2 separate regions of the Rattus norvegicus genome follow, and region 1 is linked to region 2. The links are chromatin contacts, called in public Hi-C maps. All regions are on one chromosome and are shown on one strand. Each heading gives the region's core, a stretch centred on a gene start, on an enhancer-like site or on the middle of the called end of the contact. The rest is flanking DNA. Distances are from core to core; before and after follow the strand shown. Region 1 holds the start of Dock5 (dedicator of cytokinesis 5). Region 2 overlaps Dock5 (dedicator of cytokinesis 5).

Region 1 (5,199 bases), core at 2,545-5,044, 83 kb before region 2:
TCTTCCTAACAATTGGGGTCCACGCCCCAGACAAAGCCAGCTGGCAAACCTGAGAATGATCCAGCGATACTCAGCCTCTGTGCCGTTTGGCGTTATAGAGGCATGTGAGAATCTCCGGGATGTATGAGAAACTGTTTCCAGGGATGGGAAGAGGAGCCCCTTTGCCCATTCAGCTCAGGGGTCCCAAATTCCAGCATATCACCTGATCCACTGCATTTGCCTGTAAATACCCACAAACTTCTGCTCAGAACCAGTCATCCCTAGTATCCCTTATGATTTCCTTGTAGTTCTAGCAGCAACTCATTTCCTTATATAGAAAAAAATAAAAACAACAACAACAAAAAAAAAAAAAAAAAAACAACACCCACAAAACTGTCCTTAACAGAATCCATATCTTCTCACAAGAAAGTTGTGTCAAACTTGTAAAATAAACCTGGTTAAAGGGGAAAGTAGAGCCCTGTCCAGATGTCTTGGTATCCTATATTAGGTACTGTCAGGGATGGCTACAGAATTTAAGTCAATTAGCCTAGCCTGGAAATTCATTTCTCCTCGTTTCTGTCTCTGGAGCTCCCAAAGCACAGTATTCTTGTGTCCAAGAGTTGCTGAATCTTTAAGGGCTTTAGAATCTAGATAGCTGCAATTGTGAGATATCTTTCTTTCTTTTCTTTTTTTCTGAAAAGACACCAGCGAAGAGGAAAAAGATAATTCTGGGAAACATGCTGTCATTCCACCTACCCATCTGGTCAACTGTCTAATTTTAAACCTCATTTTAATAACAAGACTTTGAATAGCTGCGCTTTTATGATTTAAGTGGACTTTCAAACTGAGAATAGAACCATCTGATATAACAAAAGTGGGTGGACTTCAGTCAGTAGAGGGAAAAGAAAAAACACACTGGATTTTTTTTTTCTATTTTCCTCCAACTCTCTTAAAAGCAATCAATGGTTGCAAAGCCTGAAATCTCCTGAGTTCAAATTCAAACCTGGAGTTTTGGAAAGAACGTATAAGGACACCAAAGCATGAATCAATTGAAATGATACTGGTTGAAACCAAATTCCACAGAGTAAACGGATTAACACTCTAGCCTGGATTAAATGTTGGGGGAGGGGGGAAGCTTGCTTAAAGAACAAAGATTCATTTCCCTGCACATAGGTGACTGAGGGAAATCTGGGTAGCTCCTGCTCCAGGGCAGCCCAGATCTATATTCCAGACCAAGGTTGACAGCTCCTAAGGGTCTAGGGGGAGCAGTGGCTGAGCAGAGAAAGGGTGAGGAAGTTAAAGTCCTTGAAAATATTCAAAGGAAAACTTTGATCCAAAACAGAATATGAACAAGGATGATATCATGGAAGATCAACAATAAAAATGGCAGCCGTGATCACTAGTCGTTCAAGACCGGGGTCATACTTTGCTCCTCACACCCCAAAGCCAAGGTTTATAGAGCCTATGTGAATACCGAGTGAGAAAAGATTACAAAATAACAAAACAAACAAACAAAGCAAAATGAAAACCCAAAAGCAACAAAATAGAAGCACTTTTTTCCCCCATGCTTTTTCCAGAATCACTTGTTGCTAAAGCAGAGAGGCCAGTAAGCTTCACTGAGAATCCCTCTCTGCTGGCACTGTCTAGTTGGCGCCCCCTTCACTTTATGTCTAGAACTCCCGGCCCTTTTCACAACTGCCTACCATCCCAGGCTGTCTCCATTAAACTGACACCCTTAGCCCTTTAGAGTTGGTTCACAGCACAGCAGAAACAATTGGAAAGTGTCTGGTATCCCCACCAACACAAGCTCAAAACCTTTAGAATTTGTAATAACACAGGAAGTCCTCGTCCGGGTCATGGCCTTTACTTCTGCCTCTTGAACCAAGTTTCCTGTCTAACTCCCATCATTCACTGTCCAGGACTCTGCCAGTTTGGAGCCTGTTAGACCTGCTCCGTGGCCTTTGCGTTTGCCTTTCAGGCAGTCCAGAACACTTCCCTTTTTTTATCATGGGGTCATTCTCACTTCCGGTAGTTCTGCCTTTCAGTCTCTCCTTATCTCAGATGTCTTTCCAGATGCGTCTGTGTAAATCTCTGGCACCCATACTCCCCACGCTCCTGGCTAGTGTTTCTCTCTGGGGGCCTAGCCTCCTTTGGTATGCATTTCAAGTCTTAACTTCTTCCAACTGCTGCGTGAAGGTAGGAGTGTCATTTACCTCATTGCTGAAACTCCATTCCAGGAACAGTGCCCAACACATAGTAGGTCACTTATGGAGGAAGGAAGAAGAAATTATCTAACCTGGGTGGTTAAGTCACTGACCAAGAAGTTATTTTGGGAAGATGGTGGAAATCTTTGTGGATGTCAGGTCTACACTGATGGAAATAAGTCTTGCTGCGTATTATAAATAGATTCCTATTGGAACTTTTTCTTTCTTTTTTAGAGTGTTTCCTTAGCCATTTTTAATTTCTTCCTTTGAGAACTGTTTAGTACATAGCTCAGTTTGTAGTTTGGTTGGTTGTTTTCCTACTGCTTAAATTCTTTGGTGATTTTATATTTTTTAAGCACTCAGTATTTCGTACACAATGAACATGTAACTTTAAATTACAAAGGGAATAAATGACACATTATGTAATCATGCTTAACTTTAAATTCGCCCTTATCAAGAATAAAAATTGACATTTAAAAAAGTTGTGACCGAACCACTTTAAGACGGCCGAGGCACATAATGGGTACCTATTATGTTTCTTTCAACCAGGGCTCCAAGTTCATAACTTACTTTCTCAGGAGGAAAACCAGGATTAAAAAAAAATATTCAGACATGGTTTGCAAAAAGTCACCAGAGTTCACTCATCTCTAATCAAGCGTTACTGTCTTTTACTGTGTTTTAATTACACGTTCTGTTCTTGTCAGGTTCCAAACTGGCAAGAAAGCCTTCACATTCACAGATCCCAAAAACAACACAATTTCCCGCATGAGGTATTTTTTTTTTCAGATGGCGAAGCTAACTGGTTAGTTAGTTTGATATTTTACTTCTAAGTGTGAGGTGTCCCTTTACTAAGTAGCTTCTACTTCATTCTGAAGGCCTCTCCAAGGGGGAAGCGCGTCTACCCGCAGGCAGAGGGCGCCAAGCGCACCCCTGAGCAGTTCAACACACAGCTGCCTTTTGGAGTCCTCAGTCCCAGGCTGGAAAAGGACCCGGAAAGGGGATTGTCAGGGGTGGTAGATGTTCTGGCGTCCTCCACACAAGGAAGCCTTCTGGGCAGGGAGTCATTTGGAAAGGGGAACCTCTTAGAGCAGACTTCTTCCCCTAGTGTGAAAGTTTGAGTTGCTCCAACTGGGAGAAATAAGTCCCTGTGTTTGGGGTTTCCAGAGTTGAGCTTTGTCAAGTGTCCTAACAGAGGGTCCCCTAGATTGGATACTTCCGAAGCGCCCCGGTCCCCTTCAACAGTTCCCTGCGGACCTTGAAGCTCGGCTTCCGGCTCTCAGGGCTGCTGCAGACGCTCCCGGAGGCGAAGGCGGGAGCACACGGCTCATTCATTCAACAAATATTTATTGAGGTCCGGAGGCGACCAGTAACTCTCACCAGCTCCTCCTCCGCGCTCCGCAGCGCAGCCCGGGAGCGCTGGGGATTCGCAGAGCGGACGCTGGGAAGACAAGGCGGGCGGCTCCCGGCTGCGGCTCCAGCCGGGCGAGGCGGAGCCGGCGGGGGAGGCGGGCGGCCCCGGGGCGCAGAGGGCGCGGCCAGCGGGAGGAGCCGAGGCGGCGCCGGGGAGGGCGCGCAGGGCTGCACGACCGCCGGCCCCAGCAGGTGACCGCGGGCGAGCGGGCGTGCGTGCGGGGCACCGGGCGCAAGCGAGGCGGGACGGCGTGGACGCGGCCGGCGCGCCAAAGTCGCCCAAGTTTTGCCCGAACATGGCGGAGGAGTCCGACCGGCGCTGGGGCGCTCCGAGCACGAGTGGCTGTAGCCGCTAGCGCCGCGGGGCGAAGTCGTCGCCATGGCCCGTTGGATCCCTACCAAGAGGCAGAAGTACGGGGTTGGTGAGTGCTTGCCCCGCCCCACCCTCGTCTGAGCGCCACTGAGTCCACTTTGGCCCCGCGGAGCTGGCGCACACTCGGCTACTCGGTCCCGGTGCTGCAACCCCGAGATTTCAACCCGCTCTGATGTAAAAGTGCTTTTAGGCTTGGGGACTCAGATCCTTCCCCGTCCGAACCCCAACTCTAGTGGCGCGCACTGTGGGAGCGCGCGGGGTCCCCACTGCCGTAGGTGGTCAGCGAGGGCCGCACGTGGGATGGTGTGCTTTGCGAGCGTCCTTTCCCAGATCCCACTCGGAAGCCCCTAAGTCCCTCTCCTTCCCTCCCTCCCTCCCTAAGACTGCAGTCCCAGTCCCGACAGCAGTCAGAGACAAAATGGGAAGCCGAAGCTGCCAGTGGAGGTGATGGAAGAGGCAGGAAGTGTGTGGCGTGGGAAGGAGGGCAAGAGGGTCCGGGGGCTGTGTGTGAGAACAGCCATCTGACCTACTAGCATAGAGGGAGAGGTGTGACACAGCTTCCCTAAGGGGCAGGAAAGGGGTAGGTCCGGCGCTAGCGCGTGGCGTTTGTGTTCACAGTACGCTAGCGCTCCAGCGTCATTTCTGAACTCTGGCCTCTGGGTTTGGATCTGAAACCGTGGCGTTGAGAGATTGGACCCAGGTGGGAAAACTTTCCACTTTCACTTTTCATTGAGCCAGGTCAGGGAGGAAGCACTCACCTTTAGCAGGACGATTGCCATGACAATTGGACTTTAAATGGAGCCTCTGGGATAAACAAATGTGTTGTGTGAGAATTCTATCACTTTCTCCCAGGTCCACCCAGTTGGCACGATTGAAATGTAATCCCTTAATTCGTTCTGTCAGTGCACCTCTTTTCCTTCACATCCCAGACCTGCAAGAACACTGCCTAAAGTTATTAGTCTGCTGTGACATCTAAACTCATTTCAGACACATAATCCTATGTGCCTATGTAACCGGGACTCAGAACTCAGGCTTTAGTATATTATTAATTCCGTCCTTAGTATATTATAATTTGATGCAGATTGAAAGCCTGCAAATATATATCTATGTGTATATTCCCAAAACATTTTTTTTAATTTGGCTTTACTTTTAGAATTTTTGCTCCTCCGCATGGCTGCAGGCCATATGGATAGGTGAGGTTTCTTCAGTCCCAGATCACCAGGTCTTGACTTA
Region 2 (4,809 bases), core at 488-2,987:
AGCTCCTGATCCTCCTGCCTCAGCCTCCTGAATGCTTAGATAGGTATGTTCTACCATACCTGACTGGTTAACACATTTTTTTAAAAAAAGGTTTACTTTTTCTTTCTTTCTTTATTTATTTATATGAGTACACTGTAGCTGTCTTCAGACACACCAGAAGAGGGCACCGGATCCCATTACAGATGGTTGTGAGCCACCATGTGGTTGCTGGAATTTGAACTCAGGACCTCTGGGAGAGCAGTCAGTGCTCTTAACCGCTGAGCCATCTCTCCAGCCCTACTTTTTATTTTTAAAGGTGTGTGCTCATGTATATGGGTGGGCATGTGAATATGGAAGCCTGTGAAGGCCAGGGGCTTTGATCTGCCCAAGCTGGAATCACAAGGGGTAGCTGGGGGACTCTTGACACGGGGACTGGGAACTGAATTCGGATCTTCTGTAAGAGCCAGGTCTGTCTAGCCTTTACCTTTTGAACAGTCGTACATCCCAAGTCATGGGGATGATATTTTTCTCAATTGAAAGTCACCCAGCCAGACTGTATTGTGGCAACAGAATGGCAAGTGTTTTCGAATATAGGACTTGTTTGGGAAGGCTGAGAAATTAGATTATCATAAGCAAACCATCTATCATCTTTCTCAGTGAGGTGCAGCCCAGAGCCTCTCCCCTCTTCCCACTGGAAGTTCAGTGAAGTTTTTGTGAGGCAGCTGACTCTTTCTATAAGCTTTGGAGCTGGAGTATATTCCTCCTTCCTGAAGAAAGGGGAGAGTCTGGTGACAAGAGTGATTAATATGCACCGTTGAATCAGGGAGTTTAAATATTAATATGTTTTCCTAAGAAAAACTGGTCTTCATTTGAAAGTTGCTCCAAAATAAACCATTGTACCTGCTTTAGGGGTAGGGAAGGTGTAGGGCACACTGAGTAACTTATTGTTCCTGTCCCCACACCCATGGTTGGCTGTTCATCCAGGTAGATGTAAGCTGTCTCTGTACAGTCAGTCGTTGATGGGCTGCGGCAGGGCACTCTGAGGTACATTTAGTTGGCCTCCCTTTGGTATGCTGCCAAAACAAATTTCTCTTCGGGCAGGACGTGTGATCCCTGAATTACAAACTCTGCTCCCATATGGCTTTGTCAAGAAGCAGGATATGACATGGACATGATGGAATGTTTTCCTTAAAAGTCAAAACTTTGCCAGGCAGGCAAAGCTTTTCCGGGGTGGTGAGAGGAAGTGAGGATGAGCAGGAACCATGGCTGGATCACCAGTTGACGCTCATTCTGGACCCAGGAGTTTGGAAAAGACTTCTGAGATTATTGCCAAGCTCCCTCCTCAGGGAATGTTTGTATCATTCCTGCTGAGTGGGCAGAACAAGGCAAAGAAGTGAGACAGCCAGGCACAGCCAATCAGGAAGTTGTTTTGTAGAATTAAGTGAGTCGAACAACACTGTCGTAGGCTGGAAGATGACTTCGGGCGGGGATCTTTGCCCAAAGTCACAAAGCAGATTAATGATAGAATTAGAAACAGAAGCCAGCATTCTCATATGTTCTCTTTACCCTTCTAAAGCGTAAAACCCCATGGAAGAGGAGGGAGAGGAGGTGAGCATAATCTGTGTCTTTGGTTTGTTTTTTGTTTTTTTTTTTCCCTCCCTGGCACCCAATCAATCAATGTCATGATCTGAAGAGCCTCCAAATTTCTGAAACCCTCCTTGGGTGACTTATACATTCCTGTCACTACGGGAGGCATAGCTGCCTTTTGTTATGACTTCGTTTTGTTAGAATCTCCAGAAATTCTAACAAGGAAGGAAAAGGGATAAACATCTGGACTGCAAATACACCACATGAGATACAGGGATATCTATACTGCCTGGTAGAAAACAGTCTCTGGGGTGTGCCTGTTCTTCACTCAAATTCAAACCAGGCTGTTGTGTGCAAAGATGAAGCCACCAGATTTGTTCCCAGGTTCCTACTCAACCTCAAGATTGTGCTGACTTTTTCTTTCTTTCTTTCTTTTTTTTTTTTTTTTTTTTTTTTTTTTTTTTTTTTTTTGGAGCTGGGGACCGAACCCAGGGCCTTGTGCTTGCTAGGCAATTGCTCTATCAATGAGCTAAATCCCCAGTCCCCGTGCTGACTTTTTCAGTGAAGGTCAAAGAAGTTATTTAATGCTGTGACAGTAGCTGATGATGCAGAAAAGGTTAACCTGGTGAAGGAAGACTAGAGATAGGAGAGGATCTGCAAAGGGCAGACTCAGGCTACGTAGGCTGTAGGAACCAGAGGCCAGGAAGGAGGGCCTGTTAGTCCATTTTCTGCTCCTAGCACAAAACACTTGAGCACAGCTCCGGTATAAAGAGAAAAGGTTTTGCTCCCAGTGTTGGAAGCTGAACTTTCAGGATCAGACATCTGTATCTGTTCATCCCTGTTCAAGGAAGGTTGCTTCACGATAGAATTGCGTGCAAGGAGGGTCCCTCACAGGGTGAGGTGGGAGTGATTTGGAGTCCAGGTCCACAGTCTTTCCTGACAGCTCTATCAAGAACAAGCATACTGTCCTCTGCCTTAGCCAGTGAGCTAGCTGCCTTCTGCAGTGGTCAGCAATTAGTCAAAGAGCTGAGAGAAGCTGTCATTGAGAGCTCACCCTAGGGGTTGGAGTGATGGCTCAGTGGTTAAGAGCACCGACTGCTCTTCCAGAGGTCCTGAGTTCAATTCCCAGCAACCACATGGTGGCTCACAACCATCTGAAATGGGATCTGATGCCCTCTTCTGGTGTGTCTGAAGACAATGACAGTGTACTCATATACATAAAATAAATAATTCTTTAGAGAGAGAGAGAGAGAGAGCTCACCCTAAGTGAGACATCTATATTATAGTATAGATTTATATCTATCTATAAGTCTATACTATTCTATATTCTTATCTATACTGTATCACAAACACATACACACACACACACACACACACACACACACACACACACACACACACACACACTGCCATTGCCACCAAGGCTCAGGAAACATCACCTTGTTAAAGGGGGCAGAGATAATCTAAGAAGGATGGAGAGGAGTGTGTGAAATGCTGTCTTCTGGATGTGCTATGGCCGTTGCCCTCGTGAACTCAGCAGCTGTGGCTACTTGCCCCAAACCTATTCAGGACCAAGCCAACAGCATTGCTCAGCAAGCTGTGTTACCTGGACGAGGTGGGTTTACAAATCAGCAAAAATCATGAAGGTGGGAAGGAGACTGGGGAAAGGATTTGCTTGAGGTGTACTGTATACGTGTATGAAATTACCAAAGAATACTTTTTTTTTTTTTGTTTTAAGAACTAGCTTAGTCCAGGAGGCCGACTTTAATCCCCTCCACTGAGCAGCACCCACTGTGGTTTAATTACCTCCTACTGGGCCACTCATAAAGTCAGCCATTGGCATATCATGGCTCTGCAGACCACGCCTCCAACACAGGTCCCCTTGGGGAAAACAAGCTATATTCAAACCACCAAAGAAGGCAACAGGACAGACACGAAGAATGTAACAGACTCATTCTACTGGAGAGTGCTGGAGCTTCCTCTGGCCTTACATGCTTACCCCACAAAATGCATGAGGTGTCTGAGGAGTGGGGAGGGGCTTCTAGGATGTAGACAGCCTAGCTCCAAGCAGCCAGAACAAAGCCCATTTCCTTGAAGTAAGTGGGGGAGTTCACTTCCTTTGGCCTGTTCCAGCTTGTCTATTGAGAATTGATTTGGCACAGTGAGCAGGAGAATAATGGCTGTCTTCATCCTTCTATGGGGGACGGACGTGTCGAACAAGGCTGATATGGACAGGCAATAGTTAAATTTCCTTGGATAATGTCTGATATAATTGAGACCAAGAACTTGTGAGCTTGTACCCCAAACAAAACATCACCTCATGCTGAGGATTCCCTGGGCCCCTTGAACCCTTTCTGTCTCAGAGTATAGGAAATAATACCTTAATTACAGCTAGAAGATGCTAAAATCTATGGGAGTGGAGGAGTCACAGGAAAGGAAAAAAAAAAAACAAAAAAAACAAAAACCTTTTATTGTCCAACAGTTCTGGAAGGCAAAGTCGGTAGATTTAATTCCTCCCCCCCCTCCTCAGTTTGTAAGACAATGGAATGGGAACATTCTGTGTAGAATGGAACTGAGAAGGCAGGGGTTTTACCTTGCTGATGATTGGGCACCTCCTCCTCCTCCTTTGTGTTCCCCTGAACTTTGAACTTGTTTAGAATTTTTATCAAAATTTACTAATCTTATCCTTGACTCTCATTGCCACACCTGTAGGTCCAGTCCTTTGTTCTATAGATCTATGCTTTGCTCCGGAGTACCTTGGATGTTTTCAGTTCTGCACTGATTGATGTTTTTGCCTGGGAATCTGTTTTTGGAATTGTCAGAGAAGACCAACAAGAGGGAAATAATGGCAGCCATTAGAACATACTCTTGCTATGTCTCTACCCAGCCCCTGTCTTCTCCACCTCATTTCACCTCTCTCTGTCTCTCCTGTCTCTGTGTCTCTGTCTGTCTGTGTCTGTGTCTGCGTCTGCCTCCCGCCCCCCCTCCCCTTCTGTCGTCTATGTCTTCTGTATGTAATGGAGCAGTCAACCATTCAGGTGTAACCAAGGTTGTGATGGCTTAGATGTTTATTGAACTCTTATAATAATTGTCACACAACCAGTGAGTTGTAAATGAACTTCAGAAATACAGAGTCCTAAAACAGCATCATGACTTTACTGCAAACAAGGAAACACTAGCATTATAGGTCTTAAGTAATGAGTGGTAATGTACACGACACGTTTTTATTTGATACATTTGGCA

Evidence for each region. Hi-C and Micro-C count contacts between places; a contact is called where the count stands out from the background.
Region 1: a contact with region 2 is called in a Hi-C map of the Rat2 cell line, with 5 times the contacts expected there. The contact joins the promoter of Dock5 here to the enhancer-like site in region 2. A contact is called at or near these places in 4 of 12 Hi-C or Micro-C datasets (the Rat2 cell line, hepatocytes, kidney and 1 more).

What each region holds. Positions count from the first base shown.
Region 1 is chr15:46,332,637-46,337,835 of GRCr8, reverse strand. It overlaps Dock5 (dedicator of cytokinesis 5), which reads left to right and starts at 3,794. Exons shown (of 52, transcript NM_001372012.1): 1 at 3,794-4,015. The coding sequence starts at 3,973.
Region 2 is chr15:46,247,584-46,252,392 of GRCr8, reverse strand. All of the region lies in intron 5 of Dock5 (dedicator of cytokinesis 5), which reads left to right. Among named protein-coding and RNA genes, the nearest start is that of Dock5, 84 kb to the left of the region's middle. Within about 2 kb of position 1,737, at least 8 of the 93 cell types and tissues checked have an H3K27ac peak or open chromatin away from gene starts, as enhancers often do.